3 separate regions of the Sus scrofa genome follow, and regions 1 and 2 are each linked to region 3. A link is a contact called in public Hi-C and HiChIP or PLAC-seq data. All regions are on one chromosome and are shown on one strand. Each heading gives the region's core, a stretch centred on a gene start, on an enhancer-like site or on the middle of the called end of the contact. The rest is flanking DNA. Distances are from core to core; before and after follow the strand shown.

The links. Hi-C and Micro-C count contacts between places; a contact is called where the count stands out from the background. HiChIP or PLAC-seq counts read pairs in DNA pulled down with a chosen protein or histone mark.
Region 1: a contact with region 3 is called in an H3K27ac HiChIP or PLAC-seq map of skeletal muscle, with 5 times the contacts expected there. The contact joins the enhancer-like site here to the promoter of RGMA in region 3. A contact is called at or near these places in 1 of 5 promoter capture datasets (fetal skeletal muscle), 4 of 47 Hi-C or Micro-C datasets (heart right ventricle, omental adipose tissue, psoas muscle and 1 more) and 1 of 2 datasets of contacts at active chromatin or transcription factors (skeletal muscle).
Region 2: a Hi-C map of skeletal muscle shows a contact between it and region 3, with 4 times the contacts expected there. The contact joins the enhancer-like site here to the promoter of RGMA in region 3. A contact is called at or near these places in 2 of 47 Hi-C or Micro-C datasets (psoas muscle and skeletal muscle) and 1 of 2 datasets of contacts at active chromatin or transcription factors (skeletal muscle).

What each region holds. Positions count from the first base shown.
Region 1 is chr7:85,818,128-85,820,898 of Sscrofa11.1, reverse strand. No RefSeq gene overlaps it. Among named protein-coding and RNA genes, the nearest start is that of RGMA, 100 kb to the left of the region's middle. Within about 2 kb of position 1,363, at least 3 of the 83 cell types and tissues checked have an H3K27ac peak or open chromatin away from gene starts, as enhancers often do. A contact at or near this core is called in skeletal muscle, where this site is marked.
Region 2 is chr7:85,839,318-85,842,295 of Sscrofa11.1, reverse strand. No RefSeq gene overlaps it. Among named protein-coding and RNA genes, the nearest start is that of RGMA, 81 kb to the left of the region's middle. Within about 2 kb of position 1,720, at least 9 of the 83 cell types and tissues checked have an H3K27ac peak or open chromatin away from gene starts, as enhancers often do. A contact at or near this core is called in skeletal muscle, where this site is marked.
Region 3 is chr7:85,920,145-85,923,028 of Sscrofa11.1, reverse strand. It overlaps RGMA (repulsive guidance molecule A), which reads right to left and starts at 1,505. Exons shown (of 4, transcript XM_001924865.4): 1 at 1,129-1,505. The coding sequence starts at 1,142.

The DNA.
Region 1 (2,771 bases), core at 114-2,613, 100 kb after region 3:
GGATCTCACAACTGAAGAGCCTTGGGGATGGTAGTAGGCAGGACAGAGGGGAGGGTCCCAGGTGTTTCCCTGTAGGGGAGGTAGAGATGGTGAGAACAGAAATGGGGAGTTTTGAAAGTAGGACTGACCACTCTGGAGACTTTTTTTTTGGTCTTTTCTAGGACTGTACCCATGGCAAATGGAAGTCCCCAGGCTAGGGGTTGAATCGGATCTGCAGCTACTGGTCTACACCACAACCATAGCAACACCAGATCCAAATTGCATCTGTAACCTATACTACAGTTTGTGGCAATGCTGGATCCTTAACCCACTGAGCAAGGCCAGGTATTGAACCCGAGTCCTCGTAGATGCTAATTGGGTTCATTACTGCTGAGCCACAATGGGAACTCCCAGCTCTGGGGATTTTTTAAACACAAAGAGCAAAGGCATAAACTCCTCATGAGGACTGAGACGTGGAGCACGTGAGGCTTGGCAGCTCCCTTTCAATCCCTGGTCCTCAGTGTTGGTGTTGAACTGAAGAGGCTGGGCTTCTAAGGGACTTTTCCAACTGTGGGAGCCCAAAGCCACAATGGTGGAGGGGGTAGCTGAGTGGGTAGAAGTCCAGGATTTGCCTCAGCCTATGCTCCCTAGAGCTCCCAACTCTATCTGCTTTATATTGAGGTCTCTTTTAAGATTTTCGATTAGAAAAAATGTCTTCTGCTGCCAAGAAGTTTGAAAATCTCCAAACTAGATGACCCTACAGTTCTAAAAAGCCATTTAAGTTTGTGAACTAAGGCCAGGGGGAGGAGGAACAGTCCAGAACATGGGGTTGAGTGGATTAGAAGGACCATCCAGAGTGGACATTTTAGAACTTATTTTATTCTGAGGGCTGACCCTTTGGGTTGTGGCAGTAGCTCCCAATTTTCATCTCAGAATCAGTGTACTGCCCAAGTCAACTCAGAGTGACCTCCAGGAAAATTCTGGCCGCGTTCCCATCAGTTTCTTATATTACGTGCACTGGGGGAAGACCCTCCCTTCCCAGGACCCGGAAGCCCAGAGAAATCATGGAGGTTCCTACGCTCAAACTTTGGTCATGTCTTGCTGTTTGAAAGTTTTCAACAATAGGGTATGTTTAACCTTCTTTCAGCCTCCTTTCAAGCTGGGAATTTAAGGTGTTTTCTGAATGCTGAGCAAACAAAGCTTGGGCTAACTTGCTGCTTTGATCTCTGAGAATTCATAGGAGCAAGAAGGGAGGAGATGGGCCAGGGGCCCTGGAGGAATTAACTGTGAAAACCTGGCCAGGCTTTGTTGGATAGGGAAGCTGGGGTGGGGTGTCGGGTGTCTGGGGAACAGATGTGAGCCTGATTTGATCTTCTGCAGCTGCAGACAGAGGTTTGCCAGAGGTGACTGCGAGTTCCCACAGCGGCCGTAAGTCCTCTCTGTGTAGCCCACCAGTGAGTGGTCTCTCCTCCCACCGGAGCTGGAGTTAGCACAGGGCTTTTGCAATTTGATTCCAGCGACTATGTAACAGATTGGAGAGAGAAAAGGTTTCTTCTGAGAAGCCAGGGATTTGATGGGTTTTATCTCTGTGTTATTACATTCATTTCTAAACATTCCAGAGAGGTGATGGAGGGACAAAACCAGCCTTCCTCAGTAACCTTTTACTGCTTTGTGATCTCAGTTAAAATGATGGGCAGGGCAAGGTGGGGTTGGGTCAGAAAAGGAGCAACTTCCTCCAGAGCAGCATGTCCCTGAGGTTTTTTTTTGTTTTTGGTGCGGAATGCTTGTCCCAAGAAAAATGTTCCGAAAGGTTCATGATCCAACAGGTTTGGGACATTCTGCATGTTGTGTTTTCCTCTGGATTTTTATAACACACATTTGAACACTAGAGGCTCTGAAATGTCCTTTAGTCAAGAGTAAGTCGTCTTTGACTTTGTTGAACAGAAAACTTCTCAAACTTACTTGACCAGGAAAGCATCACCTTTTTTGTTGGGGCAGGAGCACCACTTAATACCAAGTGGTTCAACCGCCAGGAAAGGCTGGTCTGCAGGTTGGGGAAATAGAGCATTCTGCGTGGTGCCCACAGAGTGGGGGTTCCTGAAGCTTCTCCTTTGGTCCTTGGTGGCATCAACCACCTGGGAGTTCTTCCTAGGGAACCCACTCCTCTGCATTATTCTAGTTAGAGTTGCTCTGCTTTTGATTTCAATTTGGAGAGAAACATCTATTAGCTGAAACATGGTTGAGTCAAATTCCCACAGAGAGGAAAACATTTCAGAACTTTAGAATGAGTCCATTTCTAATCTGCAGCTCCATATTTCTTCCTAGAGAAAGAGCCAGAAGTGGTGAGAATGTGGCATCTCCTGGCCACAGTAAATGAGTCAGGAATGGGCAGTTGATCCATTAACCAATCAAGCCTCAATAAATCTTATCTTGGGACTTTGGGTTGAGCCACTTTTAAGCAAGTACTGTCTTTTCTACGGCACTTGTGAAGGTGGGAGCCTGTTGAGATCCAACCAAGGTGCATGAGGGAGACCCTGATAAAGGAAACAGCCGAGAGATGGAGACAGATTGGATTTTGTTGAGTCATTTGGGGACTTGGATCCAACCAAGCCTGAAGTCTGTGCTATTGGTGATGCCACTCTGAGTGGAGTTTTCTGCTATTTGAAACTTGAAGTGTCTTTACCAATACAGTCCTCATCAGAGAACGTCTCTTGGACTAAACTTTTCAGATGACAAGAATTTTTTCTTTTTTAAAAAAATTCAAAAAATGTTTAAGGTGTACAGCAAAGTGG
Region 2 (2,978 bases), core at 471-2,970, 81 kb after region 3:
TGAAACATTTTGCATTCCTGTCAACAGTGTGTGAAAGTTCTGGTGGCTTCTTTTCCTCCCTAATACTTGATATTGTCAGTTTTAAATTTAAAAATTTAATTTAAGCTCTTCTAATAGGTGAGAAATGGTATCTCATTGTAGTTTTAACTAGCATTTCCCTAATGGCTGATGATGTTGGCTATCTTTTCATATGTGCATTTGCAATCCCTATGCCTTCTTTGGTGAAGTGTCTGTTTAAATTTTTTGCCCATTTTTTTTTAAAAAGCATTGTTTGTTTTCTTATTATCGAGTTTTAAGAGTGTTAAAAATATATATATTCTGATAGAAGTCAGATACGTGATTTGCAAATATTTTCCCCCAACCTGTCTTTGCTGTGACAGGTATTATTTCCATTGAGACCCATTGGCTAGAATTAGTCTCATGGTCACATGCAGTCCCCAGGGAGCTGAGAAATGCACTTCTGCCCAGTGCCTGGAAAAGCAGAGAACTGGAGATATCTGGTAAACAGCACGAAAGACCACCCCCCACACTGCTCATACTAAAATACTTCCCCTCTAGCACTTGATAGAAAATGTTTGCTGAACCTGATCATATAGAATGGTTTTTCTGGACTGCAAGGGGTTCCATAATATTCTATATAGGTGAGTGTTGTAACATTCACGTGCTTATGTTGTTCAACTGCATTGTTCCTAGACTTTTCCTCATTAAACTGTGCAACAATATAGATCCTTGTATGCTTGTCACAAAGATAAGCATTGATTATTTCCTTAGAGTCTTAGAAGTGGAATTGCTGGGTCAAAGAAGGAATGCATTTTGCAGGGTTTGACTCAGCAATTCCACTTCTAAGACTCTAAGGAAATAATCAATACTTATCTTTGTGGCAAGCATACAAGGATCTATATAGGTCTGCACCCATGGCCTGTGGAGGTTCCCAGGCTAGGGGGTGAATTGGAGCTGCAGTTGCTGGCTTACACCACAGCCACAGCAATGCCAGATCCGAGCTGCATCTGCAGCCTACAGCACAGCTCACAGCAACTCCAGATCCTTAACCCACTGAGCGAGGCTAGGGATTGAACCTGCATCCTCATGGATGCTGGTCAGATTCATTTCCGCTGAGCCATGATGGGGACTCCTCCTTATTATCATTTTAATTTGCCTTTTAAAAATTATAAATGAAGCAATACATAATTTTGTATGTGTTTAAACTATTTGCAGCTTTTCTTTTTTAATTGGTTTCTTTAAGTTCTTTATCCGTTTTCTGTGGGACAATTTTTAATTCTTTTTAAAAAACAATTTTTACTTATTTATTTGTTTTTTCTTTTTGGCTACCCTGCTGCATGTGGAGCTCCTGGGCCAGAGATCAGGTCCGAGCCACAATTTTGACCTATGCCACAGCCATAGCAATGCTGGATCCTTAACCCACTGTGCTGGGCTGGGGATCAAACCTATGTCCCAGAGCTCCAGAGACATTGCCCACAGTGAAACTCCACAATTTTTAATCTTTATTCAGCATCCAGCAGTGCCCTGGACAAGTGGCTGAAAAGTTATTTGCAAGGCTGAATTAAACCCAGTCCAGCCATTCTTCAGGGGAGCCATCCAGCTGCATTCTCTGACTCAAGGCAGATTGAGTCACTTTCTTCCACGCTGTTAATCTCTGCTGTGATTTTAAGAGACTCTTCTCTTCAGCCAGTGGATGGACATCTGCTGTGCAGGGAGACACAGCCCCACTGGCCTTATCGGCCAAGCCTTTGGCTTCAAAGTACGTAAGTACTGCTAAGAAAGTACGGACTTTCAGATGTGTTGCAAAAAAGTATTCTGGCTTGGGATCATGAGCAATTTCTTGGCTCCCAACCAGACCCAACTTCTAATAGTGGCAGACATGTGGAGGAATGTGGGGAGGATTCTGAGAAAACCACGTGGCTCTGAGAAGCTTAGGATATTTTCCCATGTGTTAGAAATGCAATCAAACCCATGTTTTCAGAAGTGGAGCTACAGATGGGGGTTAGGATGAGGGTCTCATGGCATCGCCGAAGACTCTACAGTTCTCTCAGGAGTCAGAGGTGATTAGTGGGTTGAGGGAAGAAGCCAAGTGTCCTTGAGCCAGCCTGGCCCAGCCGTAGCCAGACCACCCTGATCCTGGGGAAGCCAGGATCACTGAATCGACTCCTGTGCAGGCTCCGATCCTTAGGAGACCTTAGATTCATTTCTTTTGATGCTCCCTGTGGTTAAGGCCGGGTGTGGGTAGAAGAAGACCTGTTCTGACATGAATCCTTGACACCACTGATTTCTGGAATTCAATTAAAAAATTTTTCCAGGCAAAATATCCACCTTTGTTTTGAGTTCTCTCTCCATCCATACCGTTGTCACCTGCAATGCTATTACTCTGAGAGAACAGATTCTAATGGGTCTCTGACACCAATTTGCAGCTTTATTCTAATTCCCTCGGGTCTGGAGACATGGAGGTAGGAGGAAGGAAAGCACCACCTTTGCTTTCAAGGAGCTCATGGTCAGGTAGAAGGACCACTGATAAACCAATGGTTCCAGTACAGAGGGAGAGGAAGCTGGAGATTTTTTTTTTCTTTTGCCTTTTGAGGGCTGCACCCACGGCACATGGAGATTCCCAGGCTAGGGGTCTCATCGGAGCTATAGCTGCCAACCTATACCACAGCCACGGCAACACCAGATCTGAGCTGCGTTTGCCATCTAAACCACAGCTCATGGCAACACTGGATCCTTAACCCGCTAAGCGAGGCCAGGTATTGAACCTACAACCTCATGGTTCCTAGTCGGATTCATTTCTGCTGCATCATGATGGGAACTCCAGAATTTGAAGATTTATGTCCACATTGTTCTGGGATCATTTGGAGGGAGTGGACTCGAGGATGGTAGTCAGAGAAGGCTTCCCAGGAAAGGGAATTCCTGAGTTGAATTTTGCAAAAGAGTAACCAGCCAAGGAAGGAACCGTAGGTGGGTGGGTG
Region 3 (2,884 bases), core at 256-2,755:
TTGGCGTGAGAGCTGGGGGCGTCGCGGCGCTCCAGCTCAGCCGGACTGTAGCTACGGTGAAAACTTCTAGCCCCAGGCAGCCAAGTGCCTGCCTCCCCACCTCGAGCCGGAGTCTCCTACTTTGAGAACACCCAACTTCGTGGCCTAAAAGAAACGCTCAATGTATCATTTCCGCTAGATGGCGCGATTTCCCCTAATCGGTCCTCAAGACACCCGATTTATAAAATAAATACATTCCAACGCCTTCCGAAACCACACTACATAATAGCAGCTCGCAGGCGCCCATTAAAAAAAAAATCTCAATTTAGGGATATTGATTCTACCTCCGAGCAAATCTAATGCAATTACATTAACAGGATGCAATCAAGAATTGCACACTAGTGTCCCCATCAGTCCTCCCCCCAAATACACCTGTCCCACTGCCCCAGCTTGTTCCTGGGATGAGCCACTGCTTGAGCCAGGCACGTAACTGTTGCTGTGCCCAGCCCTCTGGGCCCACCTGTTCACTTAGAAACGCCAGGGCCACTCGCGACTCCTATCCCTTAAGCACTCAACACAAGTCCCTCACTTTCCTGCGCACCTGCGCTCCCAGGCAAAGGACCATTGGAGACCCAAGCCCAAACAGTGCGCAGCGCCGATGCCCCCGGGGCAAGCCCTAGAGCAGCGGCTCTGCAGCTGGCTAGGCAGTTGGGCCAGAAGCTGGAGGAGAGGGCCCGGGAGAGTCGGGCCAATGCGGGTTCACAGCGGCACAGCCCGGTGGCTCTCCCTGTCCCAGGCTCCGCGGGCTGGACGTAGCGACCGCCCAATGAGGAGGTGGCCGCGGGAGAAAGAGAGCTCCCAGCACGCGCACAGTGGTACACACATTCGCCGGGTCTGCCCAACCACGAGCGCTGCAGGCTGCCCGGGGAGAGCATTTTAGGAAAAAAGAGCAAATACCAAACCACAAAAACTTTGCTGCTGCCAAGAGCTAAAGCGATCAGGCTTAGCAAAGCTCAAATCTGGGCAAGATGGGAGCAAGATGAGACGCGGGGTTGGGGAAGACCAAAGCCGTGCCGTAGCCCGGGCAAGTGGTGGCGGCGCCTCAGGGATGTCAGAGCCGGGTCCGCCCCGCTCCTGGCCCGCGCTTACCTTGGCGGCTGCATGAGCCCCTGCAGCCCTCGGGGGGGTGGCGCTGACAGGGCTGCGGGCGAAGAGGGGTTGCCGGGGCGCCGCTGTTCGGCCCCGGGGCAAAGTGGGAGGGGCTCGGCAGGCGCTGGTCCCCGCCGCCCCGGCCGGCTCAGCAGCGGCCCGGGGCGCGCCGCCTGCTCCCGGGCTGCATGCCTGCGAGCGCCTGGAGGAGCCGGCCCGGGAGCGAACGGCTAGTGCTTACCCAGCCAAAGGCTCGGGCTGCGCAGCCCGCGCTCGAGAGACAACTGCAGAGTCGGGCGGCTCGGGCCAGCCCCCTCCCTCGCCCGGCCCCCGCCCGCAACCGCCGCCAAGCGCGGCGTCTCGAGGTTCTTTTGCGCGCGGAGGGGAGGGGGCGGGCCAGGCGCCCGGGGCGCAGGCGGGGGGCGAAACGGGCGGGGCCAGCCGGGCGCGGGCGGGAGCGGAGACGTGGGGTGCCGACTCGGATTGCCCCGCCCCGCCGCGGCCGCACCTTCCCGCATCAGCACCCGCTAAGGCGGTTGGGGTCGGGAGCTGCTCACGCTGCCAAGTCTAGACTTCCCTAAACATGCGGGTTAGGGGGGCGCGAGCCGCAAGTGCCATGACCCTCGAGGCGCCTCCAACTTTCCTAATCATCCGCTGCGAAGCCCTGGAGAGCACGTTTCCATCATCAGTTCCATGGGTAGGGCGAGATATTCTGAGGTTTCTGGAATAGACAGTCACATCCAGGAGAAAAGCTGCTACTCTCTGCAGAGACGCACCTTTGTTGTTCTGAGATGTTTGCTTAATCTTCTTTTTAAAAATTAACACATATGTATTAAATATGTAAATGAGGAATACGTCCTTGTGTACAATTTTTATACAGCCCAGGCATATCTAGAGTAAGAAGACCGTATAACATCCCCCTTCCCATATCAGCCCCTCCCCAGAGGTAACCTCGGGTCAGAGTGTGCTCCGCCGCGAGTCTTTCCTGTCCCTGCGCGGCGCTTTTACGCTCACACGCACGGATTGTAAGTGGATTCTCTTCTCCAAAGAATGTTTCACCATGCAGCGCATGCACACACTGGCGAGAACACTTCGGTTGCGATAAATTCCCCAGAGGCTTCCGGGAGTCCAGGGAAAGATTCTTGCCGTGAAACAGCAAAGAGCCACCCAATCGCCCTGTGCAGAGCTGAAACCCCAGCTGGAGCTTGCAGTCAGCCTGAACACACAGCTCACGCCCAAATTAGCATTGCTCGGTTAGAGAAATTTGCCAGTGCGTTTCAGACAGGGTTATGGCCTTCGCATTCTTACAGAAAACAAGCTGTCATGGATTTTGATGAGAACTCTTTGGATTTGCAAAATAAAAAGGTATCATCTACATTAAAACACGATCATTATTTATGCTTGTGGTCTTGAGAGATGTGGTTTCAACTCAATATTCTGTGTTTTATTGGTACTGAGATAATCTATAGCTGGGATATAAATACAATCCATGTGATTTCGCAGGAAGAGATCAGGTATTGGAATTGCTGGTTTCTATAATTAGCTCTGACCTTGGGCAAGCCTTTTAGCTCTCTTGGGCCCCAGTTTCCTCATAGAGAGAGAGAGGAGAGAGAGAGAGAGAATGTCCAGCCCTAATAATTGGTGAACGACAGATTTCTTCCCTTATCAAATTTTTCAACTCAACTCTAACCTCCTTAGGGAATGGCTCTCCCAGCGTTGCATTCTTTCTTCCTAACACTGATCTCACTTTGCAATT